2 separate regions of the Anas platyrhynchos genome follow, and region 2 is linked to region 1. A link is a contact called in public Hi-C data. All regions are on one chromosome and are shown on one strand. Each heading gives the region's core, a stretch centred on a gene start, on an enhancer-like site or on the middle of the called end of the contact. The rest is flanking DNA. Distances are from core to core; before and after follow the strand shown. Region 1 holds the start of LOC110352457 (a long non-coding RNA gene). Region 2 holds the start of WASHC5 (WASH complex subunit 5).

The links. Hi-C and Micro-C count contacts between places; a contact is called where the count stands out from the background.
Region 2: a contact with region 1 is called in a Hi-C map of liver, with 5 times the contacts expected there. The contact joins the promoter of WASHC5 here to the enhancer-like site in region 1. A contact is called at or near these places in 3 of 8 Hi-C or Micro-C datasets (liver, skeletal muscle and subcutaneous adipose tissue).

The regions. Positions count from the first base shown.
Region 1 is chr2:10,701,322-10,708,452 of IASCAAS_PekinDuck_T2T, forward strand. LOC110352457 (a long non-coding RNA gene) reads right to left here and starts at 5,461. Exons shown (of 4, transcript XR_005263887.2): 1 at 5,147-5,461. Within about 2 kb of position 2,655, at least 1 of the 8 cell types and tissues checked has an H3K27ac peak or open chromatin away from gene starts, as enhancers often do.
Region 2 is chr2:11,346,438-11,353,568 of IASCAAS_PekinDuck_T2T, forward strand. It overlaps WASHC5 (WASH complex subunit 5), which reads left to right and starts at 3,113. Exons shown (of 29, transcript XM_072034312.1): 1 at 3,113-3,293; 2 at 4,170-4,467; 3 at 6,569-6,714. The coding sequence starts at 4,282. NSMCE2 (NSE2 (MMS21) homolog, SMC5-SMC6 complex SUMO ligase) reads right to left here and starts at 3,120. Exons shown (of 7, transcript XM_038173778.2): 1 at 2,978-3,120.

The sequences.
Region 1 (7,131 bases), core at 1,405-3,904:
ACATTGTTCTTGTCAGTTCATTTCAGAGGAAATTCTCCTTCATCGTCAAAATACTTACCTCATTATCATTTGAATTCATCCTGTTTTTGCATTCAACCATGAATTCTTTGTATGCCATCTACTAAAAAGATTTTGAAACCTGCTGCTTTTCTCCCCTCAGAGGTGATCACACACTCCGATCACATTTCTTGCAGCAGTACTATGCAGTACACGTGATGAACCATGGACAGAAAACTCCACGAAGGGCAGCATCACTCCCTTCCTCTTGCCTCCACATCAGTTAATGTGTTCCCCTGACTGACACGTTTAGAAAGATGCACTATGGGGCTCGCAATATCCTTTTGGATAAAGGATAAGCAAATAGAGCTCTCCAAGCCTGTCAATAAAAGTATCACTCTTCAGCCTTTGAATAGATAACATATATAGTTCTCTACTATCTCTTCTCACTTAACATCCTTTTTAAAACCTGGGGAATTGAATTGTATATATGATTCCTGTAGTACCACAAAAGGTGCCAGAGGCAAAAATCTCTACTATAACACTAGTATTTTTACTAGACTACCACACCAAGACTTCATACCTGATTTCTTGCCCAGTACTCCCTTCTTCCTTCTCATTTTATTTTTCCAGAGTGCCTGTGATTGAGGAGACAGTCCCTGCTCAGTAAGTCTGACCCAAATATCCTTCTCCTAAACGACACAACTACTGTGAAAGCCAATTACTGCACAGTGGGTTCTTCAGATCTATATCTTCCCAAAATTCAATATAGGTGCTGGAAAGTATATCAGAAAATAGATTAATAATGGACAGTCTGAGTCTTGGTGTGCTTCCCTGGGATTTACGCTTAACCTCTGACTCAGTTAAAGGCTGTGGAGGGACCATACACAAAAGAGGTGCTTTAATTCCTTTCCCATGCAAATTAAATCCCAAATGGATATCCAGTATCTGCAGGCACCACAAATTACAACTCAGGGAGTCAGAGACAGAAGCCTCAGTGAAGTTCCTGGTGTCTGGGCATTGCAGCCTCCTAAGGGGGTCACTCAGGGGAAAATATGACGGAGGTGACTGGAAGCAGAAATAAGGGAGAGATGTTGCCCTTGAGAAAGCCTTCTATCCACATCCCAGCACTTTTATTAAAGAGCACCACTGCTGCAGAGAGAAAGAGAGGTTAAGCTGTTAGAGCAGAGAAAAGCTTCGTTACAGTTCCACACCCTCAGGCATGCGAAAACCAATCTGCACCTTCCAGAGTTAGGCCCATAAAGATGGGAGGAAAATACATGTGAAGCAGTGAGCTATTAGAAGACCAGATAAATAGTTCAAACAGAGTTATTTATTGGTGTGGTTGGATATATTCCTGCAGTATGGTTACATATCTCCTCCTTGCTATTATGTACCTGTGCAAGTGGTTAGTATTTTGGAAGCAAAAATCCCTGCATGGCTCTACAATAGAAGGTCAGGATGCTTTTCTTTCAGGGTCTCTGCTTAAAGGCTCTTTTACGCTACAGAGTCTGAAAAAGAGGAACAGCTGCCTTACTCTGCTTTGAAGATGCGTCTGGATCCATCACATAGAAGTGCCTTACTAATATATTTGACAAAGACTTGTGTTTGGAGGTTCATTAAAACCCCCAGTAAAAAAGAGTTTGGGATTGTGAAGACAAGGAAAATAATAATAATAATAATAATAATAATAATAATAATAATAATAATAATAATAATAATAATAATAGGAATAAGGCAAGGAGCCCAGAGCCTTATCTTTGCATAGACAATTAATGCATAACCTGAAAAACTCCTCAAAGACCAGAGTAGGCTGGGTCCTCATCCCCCTGCAGTTACTAACCACAAAAGAAAAGCAACAGAAAAATGTGTTGCAGAAACTGTCTATAAAGTCTGTTTCTTGTTCCCCTCTGGAAAGTCCTACAGACCGCAGTAAGGATGATAACAGTATTTGTCAAAATCAGAATAAGGAATGCGATCCCTCTCACTAAGCAAAAAGAGCGCTCAGCCTTCTGCATAGGGGAAATCCCTTTCCCCCTACAGAAAGGGATATTTCAAGGTGCTGCTTCCCACCCAACCCTAATAAAAGTGGAAACCTCCCCGACCTTTCCCAGATATCTCTGGAACTCAAAATGAATTAGAAACTCTACAGGAAAACCATAACAAAACAATATCACCATGCAGTATTTGCCTCTAAAGCACATATTAAGGAAGTATTTTCAAAGAATGCTATTGCTGCCTTGAAAAAGAATACCCCAAGCTGTTCCCAGCAATGCAGACAATCTCTTTACTCAGTCCCAGCCATTCCAGAACCTATTACAAGGATGTCCAGAGAGGTTAAAATGCTGAAGGACTACATCACCTGACGGTGCATGAGTACCTCCTTCTGTGCCTGGCTTTACTTCAGGCCTGGGGACCAGAGGTTGGAAAAGCATGGATTTTCTGTCTCACTGTTCACAGACATACCCAGTAAATGTTCACATTATAGCAGTGTTGGAAACTGCTGACAACACATTAAATAATAGTGGCCAAGTGCTTTAGGATCTTCTGTTACCACAGTAACTAAATATCTCCCAAGTTTTGAAACATCGGCCCAAGTTCCTCCCAACTATTCCATAATAGTTTATTTTTTCCTGGCAACGACCACATGGTGGTGGTGTATCACCGTGAGTTGTGTTCAGGCCTGACTCCCAGGAACTGAAGAGTTGGTTAAAGGAGCTGGATATTTACGGCACAGCACATTTACAAGGATGCTTGTAGAATGAACCCTTTAAACCCACTTTACCTTTGAAATTATACTTATTTCTTAGCTGCCTTGCTTGCAGGGCTGTGTGGTTTTCCAATCAGGAATCTCCCGGAGTATTTTGAACAACATAGGCATCACTCAGAAGTCCAAGTGCAGAAGTATTTGAAGTTACATGCCATTTATGTGTCAATCTGGTTCATCTCAACCTGTATTTTTTTATTTTTATTTTTTTAATTAATCCTGTGATACTCTATCCACTTCCCAGAAAAAGTGTTTCTGAGATCTCTATTAGAGTCAAGCAAGGTTGAATGGTCATTGTTCTGAATTTGTTCTTAAAACTCTTCTTCCACGAAGTTTTTCAGCCACCCTTCACCAAAGACAGGTGCTAAAAAGAATGTGTACTGCATTGTCATTGTGCTTTTCAGCCCATTCACAATATAGGCCTTAAATTAGCTGCTGTATGTCCTTGACTGAATGTAGACAGTGACAGCCTGATCTAATACTCAGTGAAGTCAATGGGAGCCTTTCAGTTTTCCCTCATTTGGCCCTGAATCAAGTTCAAAGTTGTCTGGTTCAGGAACCAGATCTTCTGTGTTTGTACAGAGATGATTATTCTCCAGTATGGATGTAGGTTACAAAAAATCCATTAGGACTTTTGGCACAAAAGAAACTATACGTAACAAAGACAGCATGTCTCAAACCAAGAGAGATTAGCTCCCGTTTAATTGGTTTGAAACAAGGGCACATCATCAACAGGGACAGGAGAACTGGTTTGGACTTAATGAGAAATGCATCATTTCCCACTCGCAAACTTTTACTGCAAACTCACCCTGAACTTTTTGAGTCAAAACTATTTTAATGACCCTTTTCTTTGCATTGTCATAGGCCTTTCTATCTTAATGTTTTGTCAGGGATCAGAGAAATTTATACCACCACTGCAAGAGGGCTCTTTTTGCCAAGGGAGTCAGTACATACAGGAAATATCAGATATGTCATTAAATATTGTATTCCTATATAATTTCTTGACCAAATGTACACAGGCTCTGACAGTTCAGATTGGCCACTCAACATTCTGACCAAAAAAATCCTTCTGTGCATTGCAAGTGTAGTGTGCTTGGCATCACAACCCTCTTTTGGTAAAGGCAAGTAACAGCATGCCTTCTTAAAATCTTTGGAACTTGAGAAAATATTAACCCACATCCACCTATTTCAAGCATTTATTAGATAATTTAGGTCCTTGTGAAGATGCTACTTACCCAGGAATAACTGAAAATCCCCAGATTTTTCTTTTTTTTCTTGCTGCTGAATATTCGTGGATCCACCCAAGTCCCCCTAATACAAAGGACTTGGATATCTACTTCCTTTTTCCTGACTTTGGGGCCAGCTCCACCAGTGTTTAAAAAAAAAAAAACAAAAAAACACAAAACTTATTGGATCAGCCCTCTCTGGAAGGCGAAGTCTGGAAGCCCTCCTCTTGAAGCTGGAGCTTAATGAGCTAGAGTTCTTACTGAGCTCTGGTATCTTCAGGTTTGTTCACCTGCTTTGAAGCAGGTCTTCAATCAGTCTTCCAATGCTTAGAGCAGATGCTGAACCTGGCCACTAGAACAGTTTGAGGAGGTCTTCCCTGTTAAAATTTTCTTATCCAAATTCTCTAAATAGTCAGGAAAAATAACGTTTGAAATATCTATAGATATTTCTGTGGCTATTTTCCCAAAAATACAAAGAGCAAGTGGGTTATTTGGTATGGTTAGAAAGGATGTATCACTCTGAAAACAAATAGTTGTGTGAATCAGATCTATTAAGGCCCCCTCTAAGCCGTATGTTGCAAATCAGGTCCATTTATCCTCAGTCACTTAGCCACAAAAATAATTTTACAAAGAAGAATATGGCAGAAATTAGACCAGTCATTTCTGCACCTACTTTTTTTTTTTTTTTTTTCTCCTGGAAACTGGCAGTCTGTGCTAGAGTTTAAGTTCAACCATAAGCACTAGCTGTACTTAGAAGGTATGAAACATTGAATCCTCTTACTGAAGATTTCTCTCCGTTCCCTCAGTGTTACACTCTTGGCTCTTCTCTGGGCATAATGTGACCACAGCAACATTCAAAAATAACATGAAATTCTTCCAATGCTTGTACTACACTAATCCAAAAATATAAATAAGGGTGCTACTTGCAATGAATACTCTCCTGAAAGTCCTTTTGAGCCTCACTAACAATGACAACTTCAGAGGTGCAGGCTTGGCTCTTGGCTTTTCTGGGAATGACAGAAAAACAACATCTTGCCTGGAATTACAAAATAAGACAAGTTAAGGCAGGATGAGATGCCCACTCCTCTGCTTATTAACCTTCATAAACACAGGTTGAGATAATGTTGAACAAAGAAGAGATTTCAGAGTTCCTTACCTGCATAGCACCAACAGGCACATCCTTTCTTTCCCTTCCTTCCCCTGGCACCACAGACACACATCCTATCCTCCAATAGCCTCTCCAGGCAGAAATCTTGCATTACACTACTCTGCTTCTTTGGTGTGAGTAGACTGAAACTTCTTCTTCTCTACCAATTTACTTTCTGGTATCTGCTCAAAGGAAATAACTCTGTGTGTTTTATTTTTTATTTTTTTCCTCTGCTTTCGCTTATCACTGCCTATTGTGCTTATCAGGGACTGGATACCAAAGGTTCAGTGATCCTTTAACAGTGTGGGTGGAGGAAAGAAGTGGAACCAGGCAAAACCTGTGCTTTGATCCTGAATGAGCCAAGGACAATTCACTCAAATCACTTGACCCTTTGTGCCAGAGGCAACTCAGCTGGGAAATTGAGTGAAAACAACAATTTCACTGCAGATCAAACCCAACCTCTGAGCTGAGCTCTCCTGGGCCACTGAGTTCCAGTGCTTGAAACAGCTCATTTGAGCACAGGATCTGATTAAAATCTGAATAAGGTGGTGGAATTAACATAGTTAGTTCTTTATAAAAATGCTCGGCAGGACTTAGGCTCAGAAACATTGCTTTGTCTGGTCAAAGCTAATCACAGAATTGCAGACTGGTTGAGGCTGGCAGGGCCCTCTGGAGGCCCTCTGGTCCAACCCTGCTCAAGCAGGGACACCCAGAGCAGGGTGCCCAGGACCCACATGCAGGCAAATTTGAAGATCTCCAAGGACTGACTCCACAGCCTGTATGCCTGTATGGACAACTTGTGCCAGTTCTCACTCAAATCTTTTCTGCTTTTCTCTATAATGTCTAACTCCATCTACTCTTTTCTTTTCACTGAAGGTTTTTGTTTGTTTGTTTGTTTGTTGATTTTTGATTTTTTTTTTTTTTTTTTGGTGGGCACCTCTAGATATCTCATTTAGAAGTATAAATTGCTGCTTATTGGTCAAACCTGGAATAACATCATGGCAGCTTCCTCTTTCCTTCAACCATAGGAAATATTCCACCTAGGACTGCAGACCACAGAATGGTTTGGGTTGGAAGGGACTTTAAGATCACCTAGTTCCAATGCCCTGCCCTAGACAGGAAGGGACACCTCCCACCAGACCAAGTTGCTCAAAGCCCCATCCAGCCTGGCCTTAAGCACCTCCAGGGATGGGGCATCCACAGCTTCTCTGGGAAACCTGGTCCAGTGCCTCATCACTCTTATAGTAAACAGTTTCTTCTTTATATCTAATCTAAACCTAACCTCTTTTAGTTTAAAACAATTTATCCCTTGTATTGTCACTACATACTCTTCTAAAAAATCCTACCTCAACTTTCCTGTAGTCCTCCTTTAAGTACTGGAAGGCCACTAGAAGGTCTCCCTGTAGCCTGCTCTTCTCCAGGCTGAACAACCCCAACAGATGTGCACATATGGATTAATATTTATGGGGCTTTTCATACTGCCAACAGGAGTTTTTCTCTCACCTCTGGGCCCAATAGGAGAAGAAATATATATAGAGAGAGAGAGAGAGAAGAATATATAGAAGAAAAATGGTTAATTGAAGTCCAGTGCGCTTTATGCCATCACATGGCTGTGAGGATTTTTCACTGAACTTCAGCTTCTCTGTTAAGAAGTGGTAAGCCACTGTTTCTGGTCAGGATACATTTTGATGTACATCTACATCATCCTGCTCTGATTGCAACCTATAGAGATTATATTGGACTAAGCAGTTAACCCAGCACTCTTTCTGTCTTTGCCGCAGCGTACTCCTGTGTTGATGACAACAGCTGTTCACACCACTTATTTGCCATCAAAGAGATGCACAGAGCATGATTCCCTTGACCAAACAGAGGTGCCTCTAGTATATTGACTTCACTTTAAAGTCAAAGATAGCCAAGGACAACCAAAATGAAGCTTATTAGACTTTAGCAGAGGCTTGTAAACCCAAATCCCACGTGTTTTATAGGACTCACCT
Region 2 (7,131 bases), core at 1,863-4,362, 650 kb after region 1:
GCGTCCCTGCCCAGGGCAGGGGTAGGAACCAGATGATCTTTAAGGTCCCTTCCAACCCAAGCCATTCTAGGATTCTCTGAAGTGTCAGTGGAACTGCAACTCACCAGAGGTTTTCAATTGCCTTCATATTCAACATAAAGCAAATATTAAGCAAAACTAAACCCCAAAAACCAACTTGCCATTTTCACCTGCTCATTTCCATTGCTAAACCACAATGAAATTTAAACTCAGTGATAATGCTAATTTGAAAATTACTGCTCTATTTCAGCTCTGAAGAAAGCCCACATGCCCCAAGATTTGCCTGCGTTTTCTAGACACACTAGCAGCCAGGCTGGTAAGAAATATGACTCTCACATCAAATTCAGCCCCACCATCTACAAGCGTGTTTCAACAGCTTATCCAGTGGGGAAAAATATAAATAAATAAAGGGCAAATGCTCTAAAAATGTATTCAGCAGTAAATCATCTAACATCATTTTTAAATAAACGCCCACCTTACAAATGGTGCCTGCTGACCCCAACGTTGTCACAGACTGTGTTGTTAGTAGCAACGTTCCACTGGCACACAACAGCATCACACGAGAATCACGTTTGCTTCTTTACCATCACCTTCCCCAATACAGACCCACAACCTACAACTTTCCTGGGATTAACTGCTTCTCCTCTGTCATTAACGTAACCCTCAAGTCAGTTTGCTTACGCCATCCCTATCCACACTGTTCATATCAGTTGGTGATCTCCCCTCAAAAGTTTCAGCTTCTAGCCTTCCTTTTTTATGCTTTACCATAACTTGCTTGGACGACATGTAGGTATTATAAGAAGCAAGGATCCAGTGCGCACAGTTTTATACTTTAAGCTCCAGGAGATAAGAAAACTTCTGCTCAGCTTTAAAAACACACTTGTTTATAAAAGTCTTGGACAGACAGAAATACTGTATCAGTCCATGTAAACAGTAACTGAGATTTTCAGGGACTACACTCCGATCGTATTGAAGGAGGGAGAGAACAGAATCCATAACCAAAATTGATATACAGTAGAAATTTTATCTAAATAGTACCCAAAATTACAAGGGGATGAGTTGGTATATCAACAAAAGCCTTTGACAGGCCACAATCCAACAGAAATATGCAAATTATTAAAGGATAAAGCTTTGCCCATGGTTTGCATATCTAAGGCTGTATCTCCCTCTCTCCCTCTACTACTTACCCTGGGATTCCAGAACTACATCTTATGCTCATCCTAACATGAATAACATTGCCATGTTCCTCATTAACATCGTGCAAATTGTGAGACCTGAGTACCTGCCATCACAGTCTCTCCTCTCCTAATGTTTTCTTTCATATCTTTTTGGGTTTTTTCCTGCTTCAAAAATGTGTTTGGCTACTCAAGACCATCTTTTATGACACTGCTTTCAGGTCATGGGCTTACAACAGCTTTTAACGATATAGTGATTTTTTGCGTTTGCCACAACTTGGATTTCTGAATTCCGTATTAACTAACTTCCTCTCCTTCCGTTCTAAAGGAGCATCTTGCCAGAGAAGAGGCAGCAGTCTTCAACAATTGCTCCAGTAAGCTCAGCTCATGCTCTCCCTGTCAAAAGACAGCAATTGTTACCTCTGGATGCTGTCAGACTGACAGCAGAAGACATGCAAAAAGTTCCTTACAGAACCCTGTGAAAGTTTAAAAAAAAAAAAAGAAATAAAAAGATGCTCTTCAAGATATATTTAATAGAACAACTTAAAGCATTTGCTATTATTTTAGCTTTGGTTTTTTAAGCAGCTGTTTGCTATCTTACCAAGACTATTTGTAAAGAACCTCTGTGCTCCAAATTTCATACACCATTAAATAGTCACACAAAATCATGTGATCAGCTTTATCTTTCTGGGCCTATTTAGAGCATCAAAGTTAACAGCAAGAACCTAATGGACTTCCTGAACCTGCTAAATCTGACTAATCAAGCAAGGCCGCTGTTCTTTTGGGAATTTCACAGATATACACTGAAAGACAGGAATCTGAAAAAAACAATAGTGCAAAATTAAACGGGCTTCCTCTTTCTCTTAAGATTTGTGGAAGCACTGACCAAGCCGAACAGAAACTTAAGTTACTGTTTACAATATTAGGTCATACTACTGTATTGGTATATAAACCACTGTATCTCAATTTGTGTTTTGAAAGACAATGTAAGTTCTCTCAAACAAAAATACATACATATGTATATATGTATGTGTGTATATATATATATATAAGAAAAATAAGCTTTATATATAGAGAAATTGTTTTTGATCCCAAAGATTTCCCTCTCAAATTGTCTAAGTGAATTCTTCAACATCAGCTTGCAGCTGTCCATGCTGCCAGCAGAGGAATAGCCACATCCTCACTGGTTTTACTGCTGTAAACCTGTACAGTTTTGTAAACCTGTACAGCTTTTCAGCCTTTTTTGCCAGAAAAAGTCTTAACTGGGTGCATCCTCTTGCAACTCCCACCCCAGCACACCTCACCTCAGGAAGACACAAGCAAGACCTAGAGTTGAAAAAGCGACCAAGTGCAAGCAGCGAGGCAGGTTTCTTTCCATGATAAGCGACCAAATGGTCCAAACAGGGCTGCAGAGCAGAAACCTCAAATTACACTTCATCTTCTACCACATAACTTTGAGATTTGAGCAAGCGACCTGGCTTCCTCACCCTTCACCCTCCCAACACGCGAGGCGGGGACCCAGAGGCGCCCACCTCCCGGGCTGCTGGGTGACCGCCTGCCCCATGGGGCCGCTACTCCCCTCCCACAGCGGTGTGGAGAGGAGCCCCCCAAGCATTAAGCTCCTTTCCCCATGCCTCCATCCCCTCATCTCGCCCCCTGACCCCAAGCTGAGACCTCCCGGCCGCCCTACGCCAGTCCCACCCGGAGGGCAGCGGTCCCCCTCCATCCCCTCAGGGGGCACGGAGCGGGCGGGGGGGGCTCCCTCAGCAGCGCCCGCTGCTCACCTAGAGCCAGCCGCTGCAGCCCGGAGGGGTCTCGGAGGGGTCCCCGAGGGCCACCGAACCTTCCCTCGGTGCTAGGAGCTGGCGAGGCGGGCCGGGAAGGCGGCGGAACCGCCTCATCAGCCGGCGCCTCTCCACATGACGGCGCCATCATGTGATGGGAGGGCTGGGCACGGCCGCCGCCGCCTCCCGCCGTGCTGCCACCGCCGCGGCGGGGAAGAGGGTTTTTTGGGGGGAGAAGCCGGAGCTCGCCTCGCTGTCGGCAGCCCTGAGGCATGGGGCTGGCTCCGAGGAGGTCTCCCCGGGGCTCGTCCAGGCGGTGAGGGGCAAGGGAGGGCCTGGCAGGGCGGCCGGGAGAAGTGCCCGGGGCTGAGGGGAAGGGACAGGGATAGGGAAGCGCCCGGGGCTGAGGGGGCTGCGCTGCACCGGGGGGGCGTTTCGGGGGGCTTGGGTGGGGTATTCGGGTTAAAAAGGCACCCTACAGCCCGACAAGGAGTGGGGGAGATGCAATTTGAAGCCCAGTCCTGTTGCATCGGGTTTGCATCCTGTTACACCCCGCAGGGCTCCACACGACGGGACGGGCAGGCTCCCGGGTCGGGTCAGGGGGCTGAAGGGGCGCCCCCGCTGTCACAAGGGGCTTGGAAAGGTCTTGGTTAAAAAACTAAAGTCATCTCGAAGCCTCCCGTAAAGGCTCCTAAAAAATCAAAGCTTAGTTTTAACGGTGCTGTACTGCATATCTTGAAGGAAAAAATGTCAATAAATAAATGGCTGCAGCACAAATGCTGGCCCTTTTGCTGCAACAAGTTTTCCTTGTTTTGCTAAATCCCGTTACAGTTACTTCGTTTGTATTTTAAGCTATTATAGACACATAACGTGTTTTGTTTTCCTTGCTACCATCTCCTGTTTGGCATCAATTGCTTTGATATTTGTGATCTTTTCATTCTTTAACCTTTCTCTTCAGATTTTCTGGTCCAAGAAACCGTGCTTGTCTTGCCTGGTTGCACAGGTGACTGATTCAAAGGCTGGGTATATACTAAAGATGATTTAAATGCACTTTTTTCACTTCACCAGCTGCTTTAAACAGAGCATTTATCTTTCAACTGAAAGATTTCAGCCTGTGCTTAAAATCTGCATGGATTAAACTATAAAAAATACAAACATGAAGCACTGAATGTGTGTGGTTTTGTTTTTACAGGCACTGCTGATGGAGCAGCTAGGTTTCTCATTCTTCTTCAAATCACCTGAAAACTAACGTTCAGAAACAGACTTAACAGGGCCTGTGCTACGTGTTCACCTCCGGCTCCACGATGGTTGATTTTCTTGCTGAAAATAATCTCTGTGGTCAGGCAATTCTTCGGATTGTCTCCTGTGGAAATGCCATCATTGCAGAACTCTTAAGACTCTCAGAATTTATTCCTGGTGTTTTCAGGCTGAAGGACAAGGCTGATCAACAAAAGTATGGAGATATCATATTTGATTTCAGTTATTTTAAGGTAAATCCTTTTATTCTGTTGTTAAACTTCACTTTAAAGTGTTGTCTTGGTAGAGCATAAGAGCTACAAAATAGCCATTCCTGAGTGCTCTGTTTATTACCAGCATGCTTCAGAATTGACTGCAATGACTTGCTATTTGCTTAGTGCTTACCAGAAATCTACTGACTGAGATAGTAATTGGGATATGCTCGCATGCTAACATTCCACTTCTGGACTGTCTCGCATTTTGTATAGTTTTGGTCACACTTAGCCTCATCTTACTCATTTGAGTGAGCAGAAACAGTCTGGTGAGCACGCTGTGCTTAGGCCCCTAGGCAGAATATACATTTAACCAGTACCCACGCTGAGAGTTTTAGGGCAAGAAGGGGAAGCAACTTTAAGTGCATGCATAGAATAGCAGTCTTTCAGAATGTATGATGAGTCATCTGGCCTGAAAATTTTGATGGGTATTGATCATATAAGACTTGAGTCCTCGGTTATTATTTCCTGAAGGAACTTTAAATTTTGCTTTGACCAGCAGGTCCTGAGCCTGTGCAGTGGGTTGTTTTTCTCTGGAGCACTACTGTGGGCAGTATGCCCATCTTCCTTTGGTTATCTGTAGCTTATTCTTTGCAGCCATGAAAACTGCTTCATGCTTTCCTGTCTGACAGTACCATGATTGTTCATTCACTGGACTTGTCACGTGCACTGAATCAACAAATACATCAAAGAGCAGAGAACATGAAAAGCCCCTGTTTCTCTTACAAACTTAAAGCTCCTTGTAGAATGTATTTCCCTCTATCATTCTGCAGTATGATTTAGAAGAAGCTGTATGGACTATCTAATTTGACTTTATCTGAATTGTAGAATAAAAGAAAAGTTAATAATACAGCAATATGGCAGGGGTGGAGAGGAATTGGTAAGAGTTGTCAACTTTGAGTACTGGCTCAGAACCTCAGGCACTGAAAACCCTAAGCACAGGTGATTTCCCAGATACCTTTAGATTTAAGAGTTTCAAGTCTCTCTAGAAGTTTTTTTTTTTGTTTTTTTTTTTTTTTTTAGGCAAATTACTTGAAAATTTTAAAGTGGATAGGTGTAACTGGTAAGAAATACAGTTATCCTGGAAACTGGAAGGATTTTAACATTAAGGAAGAAAAGCAGTGCTGCTACTTTCCAGAGTGATTGCACCAAAATCAGTAAAAGACATACTTATAAAGCAAAGATTATATCACTGCTAATGCTCCATTCCTATATATGTATTTGTTAAAATCAATTAACGAGAAAAAGATTTGAAATTTTGAAAAAATAAGCAGTTTGGGACCTACTTTTATCCTTTGTTTTATGTAGCAATTTGGAAAAGTGAAACACAAGACCACTTTCAAAATTATACAATTACCAACCAGATATTAGGCTTTATATTTTAACTCTATTTTAATATTTTCTTAAAATCAAGTTCATGTTTATTAAATCCTTTGAAGTCATGGTCTTATGCCATGGTCAGTGGCCTGTGGAATATCAACAACATTTTCAATTAAATACTAATATTTTCAATTAAGCATAAGTGATATTTTCAATTAGATGTTAGTGATAAGATCAAACAGAGATTATAAGAAATATTTACCATACTAAATGGTTAGAAAGAAAAGTTTGTGGCCTTGTTATCAGAAAGTCAGGTTCAATCATCCTTACCCTTTTTTCTCATGGTTCTTAGTGACAGTTTTTGCATTAATTTCAGGTACTAATGCTGAGATAGATCCAGTCTGTAAAAACTCTCTGATAAGTCTAATGCTTTCAAGCAGTTTAAACGCATAAGAAAGCACTAAGCTCACAACTGTTTGTGAAGCCTCAATGCTATGTAATTTAGCTGAGAAATCAATCAGATCAAATGTGTAAAGGAAGAAATTCCAGGAGGGAGATGGATAGTACTACAAAAAGTCCATTGTGAAGCACACAGCAACTTCGGATGCGTCAAAGTTTTACCCAAAGTGTTAACTATTCTTTTCTGTGTTGGTTAAGTAACAGAAATCATATTTAAAATAAAAGTGTAACAAAGTGTAAATCTAATTGTAAGTGTCGTGGACACAGTCAAATGCTGTCTCTAAACGTGAATGTCTTTTCTTAGGGGCCTGAGGCATGTGAAGGCAAACTGGAAGCCAAACCTGAGTTACTGGACTTAGATGAAGAATTTCGTGAAAACAACATAGAAATTTTGACAAGATTTTATCTAGCTTTTCAGAGTGTACATAAATACATTGTAGATTTGAACAGGTATAGTATATTTTATATAGAGAGAGATATATTTATATCTATATATATATAGATTATATATATGTATATGTTATTATATAGAGAGTATATATATATGTAGAGTTTCTGACTGGAGTACTGTTGAGTCTTAATGATGGTAAGCTTTTTCTTCAGAGACCCAGTTTGCTCACTGTTTAAATGTATTGATGTGCACTTGGGAGCCTGGATTATTGGAGTAAGCATTAATGTTTAGAATCATAGAATCCTCTTGATTGGAAAAGACCTTCAGGATCTACAGTATAGATCCTGAAGTAAGAAGATATATATATCTTCATGTAGTGAGGGACCCAAAACTGAACACAATATTCAAGGTGTGGTATCACCAATTTATTCCTACTGTTGCTTACCAGCTTAATACATTACTTGAAAACGTTCAAC